3 separate regions of the Sus scrofa genome follow, and regions 1 and 2 are each linked to region 3. Evidence: chromatin contacts called from public HiChIP or PLAC-seq and promoter capture Hi-C data. All regions are on one chromosome and are shown on one strand. The core of a region is the stretch at or near the end of the contact, and the rest is flanking DNA. Distances in the headings are between cores, read along the strand shown.

What was found. Promoter capture Hi-C pulls out the DNA fragments that hold promoters and counts their contacts. HiChIP or PLAC-seq counts read pairs in DNA pulled down with a chosen protein or histone mark.
Region 1: a contact with region 3 is called in an H3K27ac HiChIP or PLAC-seq map of skeletal muscle, with 10 times the contacts expected there. The contact joins the enhancer-like site here to the promoter of CEP135 in region 3. A contact is called at or near these places in 5 of 47 Hi-C or Micro-C datasets (embryonic fibroblasts, heart right ventricle, omental adipose tissue and 2 more) and 2 of 2 datasets of contacts at active chromatin or transcription factors (alveolar macrophages and skeletal muscle).
Region 2: a promoter capture Hi-C map of liver shows a contact between it and region 3, with 4 times the contacts expected there. The contact joins the promoter of LOC100626988 here to the promoter of CEP135 in region 3. A contact is called at or near these places in 1 of 5 promoter capture datasets (liver) and 1 of 47 Hi-C or Micro-C datasets (heart right ventricle).

What each region holds. Positions count from the first base shown.
Region 1 is chr8:56,132,870-56,136,725 of Sscrofa11.1, reverse strand. The region is part of intron 1 of LOC100621006 (RE1-silencing transcription factor-like); the gene reads right to left. Among named protein-coding and RNA genes, the nearest start is that of POLR2B, 98 kb to the left of the region's middle. Within about 2 kb of position 1,480, at least 22 of the 83 cell types and tissues checked have an H3K27ac peak or open chromatin away from gene starts, as enhancers often do. A contact at or near this core is called in alveolar macrophages, retroperitoneal adipose tissue and skeletal muscle, where this site is marked.
Region 2 is chr8:56,081,738-56,085,173 of Sscrofa11.1, reverse strand. It overlaps LOC100626988 (nitric oxide-associated protein 1), which reads left to right and starts at 1,292. Exons shown (of 4, transcript XM_013978717.2): 1 at 1,292-1,541; 2 at 1,544-2,041; 3 at 2,044-3,436. The coding sequence starts at 1,292. The coding sequence ends at 2,426. The region is part of intron 1 of LOC100621006 (RE1-silencing transcription factor-like); the gene reads right to left.
Region 3 is chr8:55,249,462-55,252,988 of Sscrofa11.1, reverse strand. CEP135 (centrosomal protein of 135 kDa) reads right to left here and starts at 2,087. Exons shown (of 26, transcript XM_021101350.1): 1 at 1,839-2,087.

The DNA.
Region 1 (3,856 bases), core at 231-2,730, 880 kb before region 3:
GGCCGCTCCCGTGGCATATGGAGGTTCCCAGGCTAGGGGTTGAATCGGAGCTGTAGCCACCAGCCTACGCCAGAGCCACAGCAACGCGGGATCCGAGCCGAGTCTGCAACCTACACCACAGCTCACGGCAACACCGGATCGTTAACCCACTGAGCAAGGGCAGGGACCGAACCCGCAACCTCATGGTTCCTAGTCGGATTCGTTAACCACTGCGGCACGACGGGAACTCCGGATTTTTTATTTATTTAAATTTTTTATTAAAAAAATTTTTTTTATAATGGATTTTTTTAAATTCAGCATAAGGCCTTGAGATCCGTCCACACTGTTGCCTATGTCAGTTGTTGGCTCCTTTATGTTGAGTAGTACTCCACAGTATAAATGGATCACAATTTGTTTAATGATGTACCGGACAAAGGATATTGGGGTTGTTTCCAGTTTCTGGACTATTAGCAATAAAGCTGCTATAAACATTCATGTACATAGCAAATCATGTACAGATTTTTGTATAAAAATAGGTATTTCTGTGGGATAAATGCCCAAGAGTGAAATTGCTGGATCATGTGGTATCTGCATGATTAGGGTTTTTTTTTTTTTTTTTTTTTTTTTTTGCTTTTTAGGGCTGTACCTGCAGCATATGGAGGTTCCCAGGCTAGGGGTCTAATTGGAGGTACAGCTGCCGGCCTACACCACAGCAACTTGGCATCCCAGCCATGTCTGCGACCTACATCACAGCTCTAGGGGCAACGATGGATCCTTAACCCACTGAGCAATGCCAGGGATCTAACTCACAACCTTACGGTTCCTAGTCAGATTCGTTTTCACTCCACCATGACAGGAACTCCTTCTCTAAAATTCTAAAGTTTCACTTTTACATCTAAATTTACATTCCACTTTGAGTTAATTTTAGCGTAACAAGGCTTCTTTTTTTATGCTGATGGGTGCATTTTAGAAACCTAGAATCAATAATTAAATGTAGATTAGATAATACCCTTTGATAGGGTTCGTAGATAAGATCTCTTGTTTGGCTCCACCACTTCAGAAGACTCACCAGCACTTGTGATCATCCTCGGCAGACCAGCAGCAAGGGACAGGGCACTAAGGTGAAAAGTCACATTTCTAGAAGTGTATTCAGCCAGATGTTTCAGGGTAAAAGAAAAATAATTTTGAGTGAAGTGACCACATAGAGCTAATTTTTTTTTTTTTTTAATTTTGGCAAAATTGCCAGACACTTTAGCAAATGCTCATTCACTGGGCACTGTGGAGATCTAAATGTATGAGTACCTAAAAAAGGGGCTCACAACAAAGCCACAAAGTTTAACTTTGAAGCAGACCTAGCTTGCAGTGTCCATGTCTGTTTGCATATTTGTCCAGGAGTCAGTAAGCTATGGTCCAGTCTAAATACAACCTGCTGCCTGTGTTTGTAGTGATGCTGGAACACAGCCACAGCCATGTGCTGACTCATAATCTGTCTGCTTTTGCACTATGGGGCAGAGGTGACCAGCTGTGACAGATTGCATGACACACAAAGTGAAAGTACTCACTCCCAGGCCCTCTGCCGATATGTTTTTTATTCTTGGCTGACAAATGCTGACACGACTCTGTGAAAAGCACCCTGGTATAAAATATTTCTAATGTGTGATATAAACTTTTTGGAACTGAATAACATAAAGGCAGCAGCATCCACGCACACCAATTTATAAGAAGTCTACTTTGAAGGGTAAAAGGCTGTCTTTTTGGAGATGAAATCCCTACTACCACAACTTTAAGCACTGGGCCCAAGTCTGTGCTCAGACTGTGGTTTGCATCCTGAACATCAAAGGTGAAGATGTTTATAAGCTACTGTCTGTTTTTTGGTAACAGAAATCGCACAAAGTTGAGAAAATATTTTTATATGACAGAAAAATTAGTCATACCAATTTTATGACCATTGTTCAAAGAACTGACATTTCTCAGAAAAGTGTGACACTCATTTCAACTTCACCCTCTGGGCTCAACAGGACCCTAGCCAGAACTTGAGCCATGCACAGTGCCAGGTGGAGTTCAAAGCTGCACACTGTCCCCCTGTCCCAGTGCCCACAGAGGCCCAACGATAAGGGATGGGGAGTGTGGCTCTGCCAGCCGCGAGGTTGTTTCACATTGGCTCTAAAGCCAGCCTTCCAGAATTTGTGCCACCAGAATTCCGGCACCCTCCCTTGGGCTTGGCCAGCAGGCTTCCCCTGCCAGCAGGATGCCTGTGGCACAGCGCAAGGCGGGGTCAGAGGAAGGCCTGGGTCTCTTTCAGCAGGGCTCATTCACGGTTCTCCCTTGGCACTGAGAGCTGGTTCCAGGCTCCAGCTTCATCACCCACTCTGGGAACTGCCTCCTCACGGTACCTCGTACCCCTCAGTGGCCCTGCTCAGAGGTCCAAGTCCCAGCGTCCCAGGGCCTCTCCTCCACTGTCTGGGCTCTGAGATCCCCAACCGCTCTCTTCTCTCCTCTGGACTTAGGGGGACCCCCAGGTGCTGAGCTTACTATCTGTGTCTGCTCCTTTTTTTTTTTTTTTTTTTTGTCTTTTTGCTATTTCTTTGGGCCGATCCCGAGGCATATGGAGGTTCCCAGGCTAGGGGTCTAATCAGAGCTGCAGCCCCCGGCCTACACCAGAGCCACAGCAACGCAGGATCCAAGCCGCATCTGTGACCTACACCACAGCTCACGGCAACGTCAGATCGTTAACCCACTGAGCAAGGGCAGGGACCGAACCCGCAACCTCATGGTTCCTAGTCGGATTCGTTAACCACTGCACCACGACAGGAACTCCTGCTCCTTTCTATTTTTCAGTTCTCTGACACTGGCCTGGCCGATGTTTTATATTAAATTCTTTCTAGTGAAATACCCAGCGAGGCTTGTGTTTTCCAGACCAGGCCCTGACTTAACCAGACAGTAGGTCACAGAATCAACACTAACACACAGACTAACACACAGACACACAGAGCTGACACTAACACACAGACTAACATGCACACACAGAGGTGACATTAACACAGAGACCAAGACACAGATACACAGACTAACACAGACACACAGAACTGACACTAACACACAGAACTGACACTAACACACAGAGCTGGAAAAGAAACAAGGCATATGGAGATTCCCAGGCTAGGGGTCGAATTGGACCTACAGCCGCCGGCCTACACCACAACCACAGCAACTTGGGATTCGAGCCTCATCTTCGACCTACCACAGCTCACTGCAACGCCAGATCCTAAACCCACTGAGCAAGGCCAGGAATCGAACCTGCAACCCTCATGGTTCCTAGTCAGATTTGTTAACCACTGCGCCACGACAGGAACTCCTGTTAAACTTCTTAAAATTTAATACTTTTAATAAAAAATGATACACGCCAGAAGGGTTATCATTATAAAGACCACAAATAACAAATGTTGGGGAGGATGTGGAGAAAAGGAACCTTCATACACTGTTTTGTTTTGTTTGTCTTTTTTTTTTTTTTTGTCTTTTTGCCATTTCTTGGGCAGCTCCCATGGCATATGGAGATTCCCAGGCTAGGGGTTGAATTGGAGCTGTGGCTGCTGGCCTACGTCCGAGCCACATCTGCAACCTACACCACAGCTCACAGCAACACCGGATCCTTAACCCACTGAGCGAGGCCAAGGATTGAACCCAAAACCTCATGGTTCCTAGTCGGATTCATTAACCACTGAGCCACGACGGGAACTCCTCATACACTGTTGATGGGTACGTACCAACACTGGTGCAGCCACTGTGGAAAGCAGTATGGCAGTTTCTTGAAAAATTACAAACAGAACTACCCTGTGATCTAGTGATTGCACTCCTGAGTATTTATCTGAAAAAAAAT
Region 2 (3,436 bases), core at 43-2,542, 830 kb before region 3:
AATTTACTTAAGCGGAAAGCAGAGTGAAGGACGCCAAACAAGCCCAATCCCCCCTCCCACCCTGTATTCTCTGCACCAGCTGTATTTGCAGAGCCTAGCACATCGCCCGGCACAAGCTGACGTTCAAACATTCGACTATTCAATAAATCCACTACCTCTGACCTTAAGGGAAATCGAGGAGCCCTTTGCTTCAGATGAACCCCAAACACCGGTACTGGTCGCATGGGGGGCCGCTCTTCCAAAACGGGGAGGTGTCACTTATCCAGAAGCAGCCAGTGGAGACAACAAATGTCATAAATGCTGCGCTCCCCGCCGGTCCACCTTCCAAATCCCTGGTTCGTCCCCGGCCCGGGGAAGGCGGAGGGGGGAACGCCTGGGGACCCTGCGCGGCGGGCGGGTGAGAAGGCCACAAACCCTCGACTCGCCCGGCTCCCACGTTTCCCCCTCGAGCGGGTCGCCGCGGTGTTTCTGAGGGGCCACCTACCCTCGTCTGCGTCACACAAACCCACAAGTGGGTCACAAGACGCGAACCCAAAAAAGCACAGGGAGAAAAGACCACCGACGACCTGAGCACCACACAAATGAACCCAGTCTGGGGGTCCCAAAACTTCCTGTACCTCACGCCAGCACCGCCCACTAAGACTCCCCGTAAGATCTGCGCTAGCGTACCAAGCCAGCACCGCCCATGGGGGCGCCTAGTAAGGTCTGCGCTTGCGCTCCAAGCCAGCACCGCCCACGGGGACGGCGCTTAAGGTCTGCGCCTGCGTCCCAGGCCTGCACTGCCCAAGAGGCTGCCGCATACTGTGTGCGCCTGCGCGAAGAGTGAAGCATTTGCTAACGTCCAGAATTGCACATGCGCAAATCGTGGGTTCAGACTTCTCTGGTCAGAAGACATGACTACGGCTACGCTCAGTCTTGGAACCAGATAATAAAGTTTTTTTTAATATTCCACTAATAATGACACCTGAAAAAAACCCAAGTGGATGTATCACAAAAGGCTTTGTGGTTATAATTTTACGGCCTTAGGTGTTATATATTTGCCAGTTACATAGCCAAAAAACAGGAAGAAATGAGATTTCCGAGCTGCAGACAGTACCAGCGGCAGCGCGCTGAAGAAGCCCGGAAGTAGGCAAAGCTTCACTGGCTGCCCAAACTGGCCAACCCAGCGGAGCCCGCACCTACAAAGCCTTTAGCTTCGCTTTAGGTGGGTTCTCGGCATCAGAGGCTTCATCGCGAGATCTCACGAGATGAGACCAGGGAGGAGGAGCCGAAGGGCGACGCTGACCAATGACAACTCTCTGGTCGTCCCAGGCTTTTTCTCGTTTACCGCGCAGCTGGGGCCGCAGTGCGCGCGCGAAGGGGTGGTCCGCCCCTTGCCACCCTTGCTCCTAGGCTGCCGTGTGGCCTCCTGCAGGGAGCCTCTCCCACGGCCGCGCGCCTTTGGCTCCGGGACGCGCTCCTGGATAGGAGATGAGTGGTCAGCCTCTCATCCCAGCACTCGTGGGGCCTGGGCCGTGGGCGTCCTCCGTGCCAGACTGAGACTGGGGTCAGCGAAGAGAGGAGAGTTTTCTGTTCCCCAAGTACATCCCGGAGCCGGAGCCCGCACCGACCCGCCAAGACCAGCTACGAGAGGTGCAGCAGCGGCAAGAAGAGAACGAACGACAGATGCAGCAGCGGCGGGAGGAGCGGCGCCAGCAGAAGCTCCGGGCCGCTCGGCGGGTGCAGCGGGCGCAGCCGGTCGTGGGGCACCCGGACCCGACGGTGGCACCCAGCGGCCTGAACTGTTCGGGATGCGGGGCGGAGCTGTACCGCCAGGACCCCGGCGTGCCCGGCTACCTGCCCAGCGAGAAGTTCCTCCGCGCGGCGGCGCAGGCGAAGGGCGGGCTGGCGCGGACAGTGTGCCAGCGCTGCTGTCTGCTGGTGCACCACCGGCGCGCCCTGCGCTTGCGGCGGCTGGAGTCCGCGCTGGTGCTGTACAAGGTGGACCTGCTTGATCTGCCCGACGCCCTGCTGCCCAACGTGCCCGCGCTCGTGGGCCCCAAGCGCTGATCGTGCTGGGGAACAAGGTGGACCTGCTGCCCCAGGACGCCCCCGGATACCGGCAGCGCATCCGGGAGCGGCTGTGGGACGACTGCCCCCGCGTCGGTCTCCTGCCTCTTGGCTCCCGGAGGTCCCAACACCCCGGCCGGAAGCAGCCGCGGGACCGGGCGGATAAGGCGAACCACTCGGCCAGGTCCCATGCGGTGCTTAAGGACGTGCGGCTCATCAGCGCCAAGACTGGCTATGGAGTCAAAAAGTTGATCTCCGCGCTCCAGCGCTCCTGGCGCTACCGCGGCGACGTCTACCTGGTTGATGCCACAAACGCTGGCAAGTCCATTTTCTTCAGCATGTCCCAGCGTTTTTTGAGGGTTTTTTGGTTTGTTTAATTGTCTTGTAATGTGCTGGTTTAGCAGATTTTTCATTGTAGAATATAAGTTCCGTCTCTTTTTTAGGGCCGCACCCGCAGTATATGCAAGTTCCTAGGCGAGGGGTTGAATCGGAGCTGTAGCTCCGGGTCGCTCAGATCTGAGCCGCGTCTACACCACAGCTTTCGGCAACACCTATTCCTTAACCCACTGAGCAACGCCAGGGATTGAACCTGTTCTCGTGGATGCTAGTTAGATTCGTTAACTGCTGAGCCAGGACAGGAACTCTTTCTGTCTCAAGGTAAACCAGTTAGCTTGGTTTACAATTGTGGCTTCCCACTTCCTGCCCGTGCACATCACTTCCTTGGACAAGGCAGATATGTGTATCAGAAGCATGTGGGTCACACCTTACTCAAGGTGAGGGGACAGGCTTTCATGGTTGCACAGTCAGCTTAACACGCCCTGCAACAGTCCCACAGCCCTGAAAGCTTTGGTAGGACAGACCCATCCTTGTCACACACAGTCAGCTGGCTCTCCCCTGACCTATTCTTGAGTATTGTAGCTTTAAAGGGAGGTGGGCTCTTTTTTGTTGGCCATGCCCTCAGCATTCAAAAGTTCCCCTGCCAAGGATGTAACACACACAACAGCCGTGAGAACCCCAGCTCCTTAACCCAGCAAGCCACCAGGGAACACTGGGCTCTCAGAAGAAGTTGGGTAGAACGGATCCTAGAGTAGTGACAGAGCTGGGTTTTCTCTAGGTGACACCGCCCAGTACAGTAGCCACATGTGGCTATTTAAATAAGTTAATTAAAAGTAAATTCACTCTAAAATTGAGTTCTTCACTAGCACTGGCCGCTTTTCAACTGCCTGGCGGTCACATGACTACAGGAAGTTGAACTGGATAGTGTGAGTGAGGGGAAGTTACATATTCTCCCTGGCCTCTAGCAGGTAGAGACCAGAGATGAAGCTAAGTGTCCCGCAGCGCCCAGGGCATTCCCTCACAACAAAGAATCTTCTGGTCCAAAAGGTCA
Region 3 (3,527 bases), core at 838-3,337:
CTGAATCACTCTGCTATACACCTGAAACTAACACAACACTGTAAATTAACTATAGTGTCATCTAAAAAATGGTTAAGGAGTTCCCGTCGTGGGGCATTGGTTAATGAATCTGACTAGGATCCATGAGGTTGCAGGTTCAATCCCTGGCCTCGCTCAGTGGGTTAATGATCCAGCGTTGCCATGAGCTGTGGTGTAGGTTGCAGACGTGGCTCAGATCCCGCATTGCTGTGGCTCTGGTGTAGGCCAGCGGCTACAGCTCCGATTTGACCTCTAGCCTGGGAACCTCCATATGCCGCAGAAGCGGCCCAAGAAATGGCAAAAAGACACACACAAAAAAAGGTCAAAAAAAAAAAAAGTAGCTTGTTCCAAACTACAGGGCCACAAAGTGGGTGGGCGTCAGGTCCCAGTCTGGATCAGCACTCTGGCTTCTGCGCTGTGCCCTCAGCTTACATCACCGTGGAGTGAGTACCTCTCTTCCACAACTTCTTCTGACAAACCCTTCCTTCTTATCCTCTGCTAACCTTTCTCTGAATAAGGAGGCTGGCACTCCATACTAGTAGCTACCTCCTAGGTTCCTTCTATAAGAGGGACCTGACTGAGGCAGGGTGTTCCAGAGAAACTCCTGGAGACATGAGAAATGCAAACCCAGAATTATCAAGTGCCCATCCTGGCTCAGTGGAAATGAATCTGACTAGTACCCATGAGGACGCAGGTTTGATCCCTGGCCTCGCTCATTGGATTAAGGATCCATCGGAGTTCCCGTCTTAGCGCAGTGGTTAACGAATTCGACTAGGAACCATGAAGCTGTGGGTTCAATCCCTGACCTTGCTCAGTGGGTTAAGGATCCAGTGTTGCCCTGAGCTGTGGTGTAGATCGCAGATGCGGCTGGGATCCTGCGTTTCTGTGGCTCTGGCGTAGGCTGGCGAATACAGCTCCGATTGAACCCCTAGCCTGGGAACCTCCATATGCCGCAGCAAGTGGCCCTAGAAAAGGCAAAAAGACAAAAAAAAGGATCCATCGTTGCCTGAGCTGTGGTGCACGTCACAGACAGGGATTGGATCCTGCATTGCTGTGGCTGTGGTGCAGACAGGCAGCTGTGGCTCCAATTTGACGCCTAGCCTGGGAACTTCCACATTCAAGGGGTGCGGCCCTAAAAAGCAAGAGAATAAAAATAAAAAAACCCAGAACCAGCAGGACCTCGCCATCCAAACATTTCTCCTTGTCTGGCACCGACTTTGGTTACCCAGAAATACTACCTGCTCACATCCTTCTAAGATAGAGAAGCAGGAGTACGAATCAAAACACTCATCAACACACAAGAGAGATGAAAGATTAAAATCCTTCCAAGAAGGACAAAAAGCTGGTACCAACGTTCCCCACCCCCGCTCCAGGAGCGTCTGTACTCAGCTCCCTGCAGGACAACAGGCGCGGAGGCTCGGCGCTCCACGCGCGCTCACCACCACCCGGAGCCAGCGCGGCGCGTTTTCCCAGAGGCCCGGGACGTGTCTACGCCCAGGCCCGAACCGAACCGGGTCCTTCCCTGAGAGCCGCAAACGGGCGGAGGTCGCCGCCAAGGCTCGGCCTGCGCTCGGGCCTGTCTGCGTTTACCAAGCGCCGAGGGACCAGCTGGGAAGAGGGCGCTCCCACCTCGAGCAACCGGCCAGCAGCAGCGGCTGCGCGGGGCCGGTGGAGGCTGCCGCGAGCGCAGCGGCGGAGCCAGGTCCGCAGCCCGAACCCGCTCCCCGCACGGCTCCCGCCAGCGGGCGGCCGCGGCGCCAGAGTCCCCGCCCGGGCCCCACTTCCTCCCCCACCGCGCCGCCCGCCCGGTCCGTGCTCACCCGCCGCCCCGGCTGCCGCTCCCTCCGCTCGCGGTCGCATCCCCTGCGCCTGCCTCGCTCGCTGGCTTCCGCCGCCGCGGACACCGGCTCCGGCGCTGGGACAGTTTGAAAATGGCACGGACGGACTATCGCGACCGGCGCGGAGTAGGCGCAGCGGTTGCCTCGGTAACGGGAGCGGAAGACGGGTCGCCGCGCGCGGCGGGGACGCGCCCGATTCTGATGGCGGCGCCGGGCCCAGGCCCGGAAACGAACGGGCCTGGAAGGTGCGGCGCTGCGGCGCCTTCTGGCGGCGGGAGCCGGAACCACCGCGGCGGCCGTCGTCCAGGCTGCGCCTGTCGTTGCCTTGAACTTCCTTGACCTTCGGGGCGCTGGGTTAGAGCCTGTGCAGCCCTGGTCCCTGCAGCCGGTTAGCCTTCACCCTCCGGGGACGCCTGCTCCCCACGTGAACTCAGCCGAAGTACCCGGTTGTCTGTGCAACTTTCCCTGACAACCACCCAACGCAGTTAACTAACTTTGCTCCCGCACCCCCGGCCTCTTACAGATGTCCAGATCCCAATATTATACTCATCCCGTTATGATGAGCATAACATCATTGCGTTTGAGTTCTTGAGTTAGAGCTCCTCTGTCAAACGTCATTGTCTTTGTATGTTTACCTCTGCCGCCCCCTACTGCGCATTCCTGGAGTCAGTTTATTTCACTCAGCTGTTTCTCTAGCACCAACCGCAAGAAACATTCGAGAATGGAATCAAATGTAAATCAACTGGCTATAGAGAACCTGTTCACATTGAGAAAATGCATGGTCGGATATTGGAATTCCATTTGTCGCGTGGAAACTTCTAGATGATCAGAGAGGCGTTCATCGCCTCCTGTTTACTCTTCTCCCAAGCAGGGCATCCATTTTGAAGATGCACTTAATCCTTGTGTATATATATCTCACCTAATTGCTCTGTGGGCCGTGAATAACTTTGTACGCATTCATATATCGCTTTAACCGTTTCCGCAGGGAGCCCTGTCCCTCTTCCCACATCCTTCAATAAGCTGTTTTATGGAATTTCTAGGAGGCAATGAGGCTCCGTGGATGGCTTTTGTAGTCTTGAACACGTACAGTTAAAGACTTTTTTGTTGCCTAGCAACAAATATCTTTTTTGAAAATAGGGAGCCATAAATAAATATCATAGCAAATGACTATGCAACAGTCACCCAGTCCAGAAGACTCTTTGGCTTCCCTTTGTCCCAAACACATAGCCATTAGAAAATACAAAAACTAAAATCAAAGAAATTTAAAAGATGAGTGGGACACTGAAGTTGCAGTCCAGTTTTGCTCCAGATGTCACGGAAGACCAGTGCAGGCGCACTGCTGGGCCGCAAGGCCTGAGGTCAGGGCCCTGGTTCCTCTGGCACACAGAATTATTGCTGCTCAGCACTCAGGTCCTGGCTTTGAGCGAGAGGGTGGGCTGAGGAGGCAGAAAGAAAAAGAAACCAAGCCTCATCTGGGCTCTCTAGGTCCCCCACATCACCCTGAGACAGGAGCCCTGATTGTGGAGCAGACCTGATGGGACCACCATCAAAACTGATAAGCCGAAGGAGGGGGAGCCAGATGCAAAGGGAAAAGAAAAAACTTTGCACTGACAATGAGCTTGCAAACCCTAAACAGTGAGGAAATCTAATGCAAAGATAGCCAACAAAATA